Regions from separate parts of the Oryzias latipes genome. Here region 2 is linked to region 1. A link is a contact called in public Hi-C data. All regions are on one chromosome and are shown on one strand. Each heading gives the region's core, a stretch centred on a gene start, on an enhancer-like site or on the middle of the called end of the contact. The rest is flanking DNA. Distances are from core to core; before and after follow the strand shown. Region 1 has its middle 26 kb from the start of rab11fip2. Region 2 has its middle 13 kb from the start of emx2.

Region 1 (6,570 bases), core at 3,010-5,509:
GGAAGCTGATGGAGGGAGCAGAGCGGCGGGCGATAACGGAAGTTTCTGCAGTTTCACCTCCAGCTTTTCTCTGCCGTAAAACCAGGTTTTTAGATTTATGCCTTCAATCAAAGAAAAGATTTACGTAAAAAAACTCTGAAAAAAGATCATTTTAAAAGGGGATCAGGTTTTGCGATCACTCTGCAGGATTTGAAAGGTGTAAAAGCGGCCTCACGGGTTTGAACGCCGTGGGCGCAGCCCCTTCGCCGCATGTGCCTTTTTGTGTTTGCGTTTAAGAGCGATTTCCGGAAAGCACGGTTTGGGACGGGCCAGGAGCTGCCTTGTAACAATTATGGGGTTAAATGGCACTTGGCCACACAGGAGGGCATTTGCCTGCTGGCAATCCCTTCCTGCTCTGCAGAGGTCAGAGGTCACAGACTTTTAGGAAAAGTCCATTTCTCAAGCACCCTGAAACAGGTGGAGGCCCGGACAGCCGTGTTTACTGAAACAGCAGAAGGGAAATGGGAAACATTAAACCGGCGCTCTGTCAGAGAGGAGCAGTGCTCCTTTTGGACGAGGAGGCGCTCTAACCGCCTCCTTCCAGACCCAAATCCTCCCACAGAGGAGCAGAACAGACCCTGCAACGCCAGAAGCTCTGCCTTCAGATGAAACTCCAAATCAAACTGAATTCATGCTTGAAGCTGCATGAAAAGTGAAGCGTCGACCCGCAGACTCGCGGCTTTGGGATCGGTTGGACCAGAATCTGTCAGCGCTCAGAGGAAGGGATCCTGGAGGCCCAGAACAGACCTGCAGGAGCAGCGCAGAGGAGAGCGGCTGCAGGAGGAGGCCACATCCGGGGCTTTCTCTGCGGCCTCAGAGGAGCAACAGCTGCGCTGCTGCGTGGCCCGAGGGCAAGGTCAGCCTGGCGGAGCGGATTGTTTTCCCTCCACTTGTGAAAACCGTGGAGAGGCTGGAGGTTGGAGCTGCGGAGGAGGACTCTGCTCCACAGCCTGAGCCCTAATTAACACGGCAAGGGAAGGCGGACTGCTACTGACCCGCGGCCTCTGGCTCACCTGAGCTCACAGGAGGTCATGTGACTCCCTGCACTTAATCAACAGCCACTCATTTCCAAACTACAAACTCTTCTGATTAATTGATTGCTGTAAATAATAATAATAATGGATTGGATTTATCTGCGCTTTTCAAGACACCCAAAGCGCTTACATTGTGTCCATTATTCATTCTCTCCTCATTCATACTTGGTGACGGTAAGCTATGGTTGTAGCCACAGCTGCCCTGGGGCAGACTGACAGAGGCGTGGCTGCCAGTTCGGGCCTACGGTCCCTCTGACCATCACCGGGATCATTCATACACATCCACACACCAGTGGAGCCACACTGGAGGCAAGGAGGGTGAAGTGTCTTGCCCAAGGACACAACGACATTTTGGCTGGTGGGAGCGGGGATCGAACCGCAAACCCTTCGATCATTGGACGACCCGCTCAACCACCTGAGCCACTGTCGCCCTTCTAAATCTCTGGGATCGGCCGCACGAAGCCGTGTGAGACGGCGACCTCGGGCTTAACTGGGCCGGACCGCTGACATCAAAGGCTTTCTCACTCATCTATTCTCTTCATCCATTTCTTTAAAAAAGCTTCAAAGGTCGTAATGAAGGTCATTCTCCATCAAGCCGCTTTGATCTTTAATGGCAAAATGTTTCATCCAGACTTCAGTTTGCTGCCGTCTTCCACTCACGATGAAGTTTAAGCAAATGAAGACCACAACACAAACACGTCCATTCTCACTGCTGTGACACAACAGCTGCAGCAGATGTGTGAAAGCACCACAACACAACCAGCTGCACAACGAGCTGCACAAACATCACCTGAGGAAATCCCCCTCCCAGCAGCAGATCCTCCACCTCTGAGGTCAAAGGGCGGCGCTTAGCCTTGTTATTGCGGTGCCAATCAGCAGGAATGACTCTAAATAACAGGTTCGCGTCCCAGCATGACATCACAGCGTCTTCTGCAGCTTCCATCATAACGAGGAATCTACTGGCCTCAGATCAGCCTCCCAACGCTGCAACCGGCCGCTAATACTTCAGGATCAGCCGCCGTGGATGAGGCGGCTTTATCCACTTATTAGAGGAATGTAATGGAGTCCCGTAATCCAAACCCACCAAAACCTGCCACCATAGGGGGCACAATAGAGAGGCAACACGTTATTCCGGCGCAAAGCTGATGCTAATGTAGCAGGACGGCCAGGCTCACGCCGTTCACACGAGTCCTTCACAGTATCTCCCCTAAAATGATTTTCTCCGTCTTTCCTTCCCTCTCATTGGCCGCCTCCAACAAATGCTGAGCTGGCGGGGCAGATTCTACGCTCCTAATGCCAAATTAAAGGCCGGCTCTTTTATTTTAAATGAGAGAGCCGACAATCTTGATTAGGCTAAAAAGGAGGAGGGGAGAGGAGAGCAGCAGAAATTAAACGCTATTAAAAATAGCCAACATTACATTCATGCCGTCCAGCAGAAATGCTGCTAATTGGCAGATAATCCAGCAGCTCCGGGCTGAGAGCGGCGGGCCTCCTGTCCTCTCCCAAAGTCCTGGGATGGGGTCAGAGCGCGGCGGCGGCAGAGGAGGAGGAGGAGGAGGAGGAGGAGGAGGAGGGATTAGCGCTGGCATTGTTGGCGCTTTCCTCTATAACATGACCTTGACAAGAGTTTGGTCTGCCGCCCCCTCCACCGCCCCCTCCACCGCCGCCTCCACCGCCACCTTCCACTCCTCCAGCAGGAACTTTATTAGGACATAATTGGCCGTTTTAGACGAGCCAAGAGAAACACGGAGCGCAGAGATACCTGGAAGGAAGCGGGAAGACCTTTGAACTTCCTGTTTGGGAAAGTCCAGTGTGGATGGACGAATTTAGACAAACGACACACACATAGATACACACATACACACCTACACACATGTACACATGTATACACGTACACACATGTAATAATCCATTTTTATTTATTTATTTACACACATACACACATGTACACTCCTATACACACACCTATACACACCTATACACACACAAATGCACACGTATACACACACATACACACCCCTTTACACACCTATACACACACATATGCACACCTATATACACACATGCACACGCATACACACACACCTATATACACACATACACACGCATACACACACACACGGCAGATTGAGGAGCCTGATCCGGGCCGCGGTGAGGATCAGAGTCCTCCAACACTTCAGACTCAGGAACAGCTGCTCCTCCTAAAGCGCTGCGGTTTAAGAGCCAGCATGAATGTGGATCCTCGCTGCTGTGGGAAAGCCTGTAAATGTTATGTGTTTTGAAAACGCTTCTGATAATCTTTCTCCTAATCCCCTAATTGGGAGTCAATGCGGCCCTCTGTGAACACAATGCCACTGGCTGGGGGGGTCTGAAAAGGAGCCGTCTCCACCTGATCAACGCGCTTTCACCTCTCTGAGGAGGCTTTCAGGCTGGCCCTCGGCTGAGAAGGTTCCGATGTTAAAGCCCTCCCCATTAAGGTCAGAGACGCGTTTCCACGCAGCGTTTGAACATTTCCTATTTGCATGAAAAAGCCGCTCGGCAAAACTGTAACTTGTGAACTGATCAAAGGCCGGAGGCCGGCCTCCAGCTGAATGGCTTTCCCCCTTTGACACCAAAGAGGCTCTCTTGAGGCGCCTTCACAGCGGCGGCCTTGGAGGTTAGGAAAATGTGGCCCCCCAGACCATACGGGACCATTCTGCAGAATCTGTGCAGCAACACAAGAGAGCCGGGTTGCTGCTGTGGATTAGTCCTTCAACAGGCCGCACTCACATTCCAGCAGAGGGCTTTCATCTCCACGGTGTGTGTGTGGGTTGGCGTGCACGTGTGTGCGCATGTGTGATTGTGTCTTTGCTGTCAATAAATGCAGATCGATTTTTTATTGTTTTAACCCTAAAGTTGCACAAAGTGGACTACTGTTAAACTTAAATTGTGTTTGTGTGTGTGTGTGGGGGGGGGGGGGGGGGGGGGTCTCACCCCAGCACATAAACATTCATGCAAACAAGCTGTAAACGTTCCGACAGACATGCCGGACTGTCCTCAGCTGAATGGGATTCTGGGAAATCTTCAGCATGAGGAGCAGAGATCCCCCCCTGACCAGAAACACGCCGCTCCAGGCCCACGAACCGCTCCGTCTGGCCGCGGCCCCCACACTCCCCCCCTGTGACTCAGCTGGTTTCACTTAGACAACATGGAGAGAGGAGGTCACGGGGTCGCGGCGTGACCTCATCAAATTAGCCCCAACCCAGTGAGGTGTTTAGCACCAGTTAAAACAAGTAATCTGAAGAGCATTAAATGCAAATGCGACGGCCATATGCCCACTTCAAACGCCAGAGCCCCCTCCTGCCCCTTACACGGGGGGGGGGGGCAATTGGGATGAGCCCCCACCGTGCTGACCACGTGCAAAACATTGTATGTGCCGGTCCACGTGTTTGATCGGTGTTCTGAGAAAGACCTGCGAGCTCTGCAGGTTCCTGCAGGAACGTGTCCTCTACACGGACTCCGCTGCTCATCCGGACCTGAAACCGGGAATCCCACATGCAGCCGCTGCTCATCCGGACCTGAAACCGGGAATCCCACATGCAGCCGCTGTTGCTTCCAGAGCTGTCCAGGAGTTCACGGAGGAGCAGGAAAAAATAACAGCACTTTTGCAGTGCTTCATAAACGCTCCACCATGTGCCCCCGTTAGTGAGAGTGAGGGCTGTGAAGATTACGGGTGAAGACTGATTTGGCCCCTCCGGGCGGCGGCCGAGCCGGGAACATGTGGCAGCTCATATGTGCTAATAAGCACCTGTGGAGAGGAGGAGGAGGAAGCAGAAAGGCCTGCAGGGCCTGCCACCTGCACAGACCTCCACGGTGCCTCTGACTCACAAACCCGACAAACACTAACGGTCCTCCGCTCAGCAGAGAGAGCAGCAAAGTGGGATTCACAAAGTTCTTGCTTTGAGTTTTCAGCCCAAAAATGCTATAATTTCATCTGCAGGCGCCGGTACTTCCTGCAAACTCACTCCGGCGCACACAGACGAAACGCCGCTGCAGGAAATCGACATTTCCTGCAGAGCTCTCTAGAAATGTACATCCCATAAACACCCTGCTGATGGACTTAAACGACTCACAGATTTAATTACTTGCAGCGGGGTTGACCTGATATCAGCGTTTAACGATAATAACTCTCAGTGATGTGAAATGACTTCTGAAGCGTGTCATGAGGAGCGGATTCAGACCCGCTTCCTGTTCCCGGTCGGCCGCATGTGTGCAGCCCACTTTTTCAGGCTTCATCTTATGCGAAATGGCGCACAGCTGCTCAGCGTGAGAGCATGAAGACATAGTGGAAGAGCGTTCCTCACTCCAGCTGGGCACGCCTCCTTTCACAGGAGCGTGGTCATTTTTCCCTTTTCCCGCCTGATCAGACGCCGCCGTGCTGCCGAGGTCTGGGGGTTCTCAGCAGCAGATGTTAGCGTGCGTCAGGCCGGACCGTGCCGGTTTACGAGCCGCCGGGTCCCATGTGAGAGCTCCGTAAACCCCGGTGAAACCTGCCACCGTTCAGAAAATATGCATGTGTGTAATCAGTGCAAAGGGATGCACCATTTCTACAGCCAAACAGAAGGTTCATCAGCCGGCGGTGATTTATAGAATTTCATATTTTTCTCATCTGGAGTCCATATCAACAGGAATATTTAAGACACTGCATTCTTTATTGACGATGGGACGGCAGGAACCGGAGTCTGCAGGCAGATCTGCCTTAAACTCCAACAATGACTATTTATGACATCAAGAAGTGTTGATCTCCATTTCTACTCATGATGTGACGCGTATTTAAGCTTTCAGCGGTGAACTATGACCTCTGCCATCCAACCATCTTTGGAAAAATTGGGCCAATTCTTCTTCAAGCTTGTTGGAAACAGGAACAGAGAATTGTGAGGCTGATAGTTAAGGAAGTTTGATGAAACGAGGCGGTAAAAGAACAGAAAAACCTCCAGAATAGAAACGGCACAGCTCGGCTGTTCTCCTGGGGGGGTGGTGACTCCACCCGCCTGCACCTTCAGGCTGCTGCTGTCTGCGATCTGCCCTGCAGTCAGCTGCATGAACACTTTTGCTCCTCCGTCATCTTCTGATCTGTTCCCAGGGGTCTTTTCATGACCACGATGCTGTTTTTCGCCTGTCGTTGTCTAGGACATAGTTTCTGCAGAGCAGCATTAGAAATTCACCCTGAGTTGTGGGCGGGACCCTGCCTCCTTCCTGTTACTGAGAGCTCTCTGTTTACACCCTCCTGCTAGCTTACAGCCCTAACACCCCCAACCTAACATAAGTGGTGCGTCAAAAGCAGCAGCAACATCAGATCCATCCATCCGTCCACTTCGGATCCAGATTCCAGCTCAGACCAGGAAAACAGAGACGTTCATGGATCTGTTTGTCTGCCTCAGAAAGGGGGCGGAGCAGAGAGGCTTTGGCCCCGCCCATTTCCGTTTCTTCATCACAAATACGATCTTTATCAAACTGT
Region 2 (6,225 bases), core at 1,445-3,944, 150 kb after region 1:
CGCTTCCCAACATGGGTTTCTATGTTCCCAACACAGGTTCTACGCTTCCCAACACAGGTTTCTATGTTCCGAACATGGGTTCTACGCTTCCCAAAACGGTTCTACGCTTCCCAACACAGGTTCTATGTTCCCAACACTGGTTGTATGTTCCCAACACTGGTTCTACGCTTCCCAACACTGGTTCTATGTTCCCCACACAGGTTCTACGCTTCCCAACACGGGTTTCTATGTTCCGAACACGGGTTCTACGCTTCCCAGCACTGGTTCTACGCTTCCCAACAAAGGTTCTACGCTTCCCAACAAAGGTTCTACGCTTCCCAACACGGGTTTCTATGTTCCGAACACGGGTTATACGCTTCCCAACACAGGTTCTATGTTCCCAACATGGGTTCTATGTTCCCAACACGGGTTCTATGTTCCCAACACGGGTTCTACGCTTCCCAACACAGGTTCTATGTTCCCAACACTGGTTTTATGTTCCCAACATAGGTTCTACGCTTCCCAACACTGGTTCTATGTTCCCAACACTGGTTCTATGTTCCCAACACAGGTTTACGCTTCCAAACACAGGTTCTATGTTCTCAACACGGGTTCTACGCTTCCCAACGCAGGTTCTATGTTCTCAACACGGGTTCTATGTTCCCAACATGGGTTCTACACTTCCCAACACAAGTTCTATGTTCCAAAGACGGGTTCTATGTTCCCAACACAGGTTCTATGTTCCCAACACAGGTTTTATGGACCCAACATAGGTTCTACGCTTCCCAACACTGGTTCTATGTTCCCAACACGGGTTATATGTTCCTAACACTGGTCCTATGTTTCCAACACTGGTTCTATGGGTTTTATGTTCCAAAGACGGGTTCTATGTTCCCAACATGGTTTCTACGCTTCCCAACACAAGTTCTATGTTCCCAACACAGGTTCTTTGGCTCCCAACATGGGTTCTACGCTTCCCAACACAGGTTCTATGCTCCCAACACTGGGTCTATGTTCCCAACAAAAGTTTTACGCTTCCCAACACTGGTTCTACGCTTCCCAACACAGGTTCTACGCTTCCCAACACGGGTTTCTATGTTCCGAACACGGGTTCTACTCTTCCCAACACAGGTTCTATGTTCCCAACATGGGTTCTATGTTCCCAACACGGGTTCTATGTTCCCAACACGGGTTCTACGCTTCCCAACACAGGTTCTATGTTCCCAACACTGGTTCTATGTTCCCAACATAGGTTCTACGCTTCCCAACACTGGTTCTATGTTCCCAACACTGGTTCTATGTTCCCAACACAGGTTTACGCTTCCAAACACAGGTTCTATGTTCTCAACACGGGTTCTACGCTTCCCAACGCAGGTTCTATGTTCTCAACACGGGTTCTATGTTCCCAACATGGGTTCTACACTTCCCAACACGGGTTCTATGTTCCAAAGACGGGTTCTATGTTCCCAACACAGGTTCTATGTTCCCAACACAGGTTTTATGGACCCAACATAGGTTCTACCCTTCCCAACACTGGTTCTTTGTTCCCAACACGGGTTATATGTTCCCAACACTGTTCCTATGTTTCCAACACTGGTTCTATGGGTTCTATGTTCCAAAGATGGGTTCTATGTTCCCAACATGGGTTCTACGCTTCCCAACACAAGTTCTATGTTCCCAACACAGGTTCTACGGCTCCCAACATGGGTTCTACGCTTCCCAACACAGGTTCTATGTTCCCAACACTGGGTCTATGTTGCCAACACGGGTTTTATGTTCCTAACACGGGTTCTATGTTCCCAACACGGGTTCTACGCTTCCCAAAATGGGTCCTCTGTTCCCAACACAGGTTATCTGTTCAGGTTAGCAGAGGACATGTTTACCGCTGAGAGTTGTGACAGTGCGTTTACACCGGCCTCTTACCATGACAGGTGTATGTAAACGCGTGTAATTCAGCCTTTGTGCTTCTTCAAAACTCCCGTATTCACGCATCACTACGCACATTTTAAAATTTTTAATTTTGACCAATCTGGGACTATGGTTTGGTAGTGATTTCATTTCCAACCGTGTAGAAATGATTAATTTCAGTGTGTGTCCAGCTGGAATTGTATGACACCAAGTCTTTCATTTATCGGAATGGAGCTGAGAAAGGAAACGCCTGGAGAAAGATTGACCAGATTTGTACCGCTACAATGTTTCCCACCAATTTGAGCTAAAGGCGCATCACAACTGGATCTCCAGTCTTATGGTGTTAAGACAGAAAAGATCTTCAATCCTCCAGATTTCTTCATGATGCAGATGAATCTTCTCGGGGGAGGGGGCAGATCCCACAGGATTCTGCTGACGCTGGGAAGACGTTTTTATTGTCTTGCAGTTTGTAGAAAAGGCCGGCTTGTGTCTTCATGAGGAATGCAGTTTGGATTGTGAGCAGTTGCTCCTAAGGTAGCATAAAGGATGAGCCAATGAGAGCAGAGCTTTCCTCCATGGCTGACAGCAGAGGCCTCTTTGAATGAGCTGTCACTTTCAGCAGCTCCTTGCAGGTGGAGGTGATCTTTCATCCTCCTCTGTCACGGTGGAGTCCTATCTCTGGCCTCCATCAGGAGTGAACGTGCTGCCCCAGGTTCAGATTAACTCCATGCTGACAGACCTACGCCCTTGCCTCCGCCTGCCCCCCACCCACTCCCACATCTGCTGCAACCGAGGAGGTTAGGGCCAGTTTAGCAGATCTTACAGCACCACTAAGCACAGAAAGATCACTGATTGGCTCCACTCACCAAGCCCCTCCCACCAACTCCACTCCCCCCACCACAGCTGTTTATCTGATTTGCACACACAATCACACACATACATAATCACAATCACACACATACACAATCTCCCTCCAGCTTGTTCTGAGAAAATGCAGAAGGGTTTTATTTTGAAGGGTCTCTCAGAGGGGTCACATGTCACAATGTTTGCGTTCTAGCTTTTCTGTTGAACGCTCTAATTTTTATGAGTTTCGGAGCTCCCTTTGTGGTCATTCCTCGGGATTGCTCCAGTTTGGGAATACTTTCAGCATTCCAGCATCCACACCTCAGTGGAATTAACACCAGTGATGGACAGAGCTGTGATAATTGCTGGAGGAAAGTGGTTTCCTTCTGAAATGAAATCTCCCAGGACGCGCATCGTTCAGAGACTCTATAAGTGTTACCCTTGAAGCAATTATGGATGATCATCGTCTTGGCAAACTGGTTAAATGCCCGTGTTTGGGTGAGACCTATCATTTGTCTCTCTTGTCAGTTTCCTGTTTTCCTGAGTAACTCCCTTGACCCGGCTGGCAGGCCTGCCTGACCTGAAGCGCACTTTCCCTTTTCTCATGTTCTGTGCTGGGCCAAAAAAGGTTCAAAGGAGGGAGGTGTGGAGGTGGGGGTTTAATCTGACCCACAGCGCAGGTCAGTGAGCTGCTTACAGCCTCTATCCAAACATGGGAGCTTGTTTTGCCAGAGCTGTGGAAAGAAGAAGTGCCCTCTTAAATCAATGCTTTACTTTTACTAGCTGTGCACATGCAAGGTTGTTATGCGTGAAACCCCAGGAGGCGGAGCTGGCACTCCACCAGCAGCGTGCTCCTCTTCTTCACACTTCCCTCGCCAGAAAAAAAAACAACTTGTCCCTGCACACGGCCAGCAACTTCTCACAAGCTGCTTTTCTGCATATCTTAAGGCAAAAATGTGAGCAACAATTTCCTCACAATTGGTTTGCTGGGATGCAAAAGCCTTTTTGCTGGGACCTGTGCATGAGCACTTCCAATGACAAAGGGGAATTACACTCCAAAGTGCATCCAGCTGCATGCACTTATCTTTCCTCTGGACATATTTTTACGAAAAGGTTCGGCCTAGATCTAATCACAATGTTGCAGGGAGACTGCAGCTCACGTGTGTTGGTGCTGCACATGCGTGTGGAAAACAATATTCTGCACTTTTGGTATCATAGGATCTGGGTCGGAATGCAGAAATCCTCCAGATTTACAGTTACTGTGTGACTGAGCGCGCTCAGAAAGACCGAAACGCTTCCTCTTGCTTCAGGAAGCTTTTAAGGCGTCTTTGATGCAGGTGGACGACTTTCCGGGGCAACTAACAGCCCCCCCCACACACAAGGCCAGATGCATTGCACACTTCAGAAGTGAGTTGTCGTTCAGATTGAATTTTTACGAGCGCCTGCTCCTCCCAAACAGGCTCCAGGTTGGAGCTGCAGTGTCTGTCACTGGAAAGAATATACCTCCCCTCGTGTTAGTCTGATCCACAAACACCTGAGGAGGCGGGCTTCCAGGAGACGTGTTCAGGAGCAGCTCCACTGAGCTTCTGCCAAAAATGACCTCAGCTAAAAGGCTCCTGTTGTGAGTGCAAACAACGGCTCCAAGTCACCAGATTGGCTCTGTGGTCAGTGGAGAGATGCAATGGCAGCTTAATCATCTTTCTAATTTGTGTGAGCGCTGCCGATCCTCTCAGGAATAATTATGTATCTTGTGTGTGAGCAGGCTTAATGAGGTTAACTCGAGTCTTTATTTGGAATTGGAGTTCAGTCACCTTAAACACAGGAGAAAAGCTGCTGATTGCAGCCTTTTCTTCCTGCAGAGATGGTGACCATTAAGTCTGTTAAATCCCAGCAGAGTTCAGAGGGGCAGTGAACTTCTTCTGGGGGGTAAGAGCCCTTAAAGGGGGAGGGAGGGTAGTATGGTTCAAAGGTTTAAACAGCTGAGAAAATGCCACATGGGCTGACCGCCATCAGTACAAATCAGTGTTCCCATCAGATCGCTATAACCGGGCGGGCGGCCTCTCCTCCAGCGGCCTTTGCAGGAAATCCAGCTCTTCTGCAGCGAAGGGAATCGTGTTTGGAAGGTATTGATGAGTCCGATAAGAGCTCAGCTTCCTCCTTCTGAATTCCAGAGATTCTGTGATCACGCGCTTCCAGCTCCACTGAAAGACTGACAGCGAGGTGTTTTTACAACAAAATGATCTTTTGTGGAAGATTGAAAAGGATAATTACTATTCACAGGCCACTGGGGGCTGATTTACAACCACTAATATTTAGAATTCCTCCGGCCGTTTTTCAGCGTTTTCTTTTTTATCTCAGGCCTGCCTGCAGCCCCGAGGGCGGAGAGGTCGCGCTGGACGATGAGGGATGGGCCGGGCGAAGCCTCCACTCACAGAAGACTAATGTGTGAGGAAATAGCTTACATAAAAATGCCTCATCCACGTAGGTCTGCCTGGAGCTGACAAACACCTGCTCTACTTAACCTGTAATGAGTCTGCAGCCGAGCCTGCAGCCTTTCATGCCAGAGGGGGCGGTCCTTCAGAGAAAACCGCCAAAGAGTTGGTTGAACCTGACAGATTCGATTAAAACAAGCTGAAGGACAACATCAGCATCTGGATCTTTGTGTCTGCTTCTCACAGTTCAGAGGTGACTCGTCCTGACGGAAATGGCAGCTCGGGAATCGCGGTCACCTGAAACCAGGTATGATTGTTCCTGTGGAAGGGCTGGTTGCAGGCGAAAAAGGAAATGAAGAGTTCTGGCTGTGTCTGTCCAGGCTGATCCTCCAGTTGACCGGGAGGCAGAGGGGCCTTCATCAAGAGCACTCAGATGTGAGGTCACGGGTTCAAAGCCCAGGTGTTGTGCCTCACAGCGGCCGCTCGCTGCTCCAAACTGTGGAAATGACTTTTCAGAGCAGAGATCAGCTCTGTTTAGAGACGCCCTCATCGTGGTTCAGTCCTGACTTTGTTTCTGCAGTCGGTTTCTGCGTCTCCAAAATGTCCAAAACAAGTCATTTTCATTTTGGTGACGAGGGTCATCACATCAGCAGAACGTGGGCGTGGCTTAAGAGCCTTTTTTCACTTGACTGATTTAATTTCTGCTCCTCAGGAGATGTCACTTTGTCTGCAAACGTATTCATCCTGTGCAAGTGACTCCTAATAATGCTAATCTTTCAGGCGGAGCAGAAATCTCATGGAGGGATAATCAGAGATAAATATAGTTAATTGAGGCCAGGTGAACTTTCTTTATCAGCAGCACAGTCGACCAATCTGAAGTAAATGTGATCATTCCGATGAAGATGTCGGCTCCGGGCGCCGAGCGCCGGCCTGTCCCGCAGCCGATTACATCTGATTTAGCAACATATCAGAAAACTCTGACGGATGAACAGGAGCTGAAAGCCACACGCAGGAACAGCTGCTTTTCCCATAATTCCTCACACTCACATGTTTCTCATCTTTA

What was found. Hi-C and Micro-C count contacts between places; a contact is called where the count stands out from the background.
Region 2: a contact with region 1 is called in a Hi-C map of fibroblasts, with 1.7 times the contacts expected there. The contact joins two enhancer-like sites. A contact is called at or near these places in 2 of 5 Hi-C or Micro-C datasets (embryo and fibroblasts).

The regions. Positions count from the first base shown.
Region 1 is chr15:30,098,067-30,104,636 of ASM223467v1, forward strand. No RefSeq gene overlaps it. Among protein-coding and RNA genes, the nearest start is that of rab11fip2, 26 kb to the right of the region's middle. Within about 2 kb of position 4,260, at least 5 of the 8 cell types and tissues checked have an H3K27ac peak or open chromatin away from gene starts, as enhancers often do.
Region 2 is chr15:30,247,082-30,253,306 of ASM223467v1, forward strand. No RefSeq gene overlaps it. Among protein-coding and RNA genes, the nearest start is that of emx2, 13 kb to the right of the region's middle. Within about 2 kb of position 2,695, at least 2 of the 8 cell types and tissues checked have an H3K27ac peak or open chromatin away from gene starts, as enhancers often do.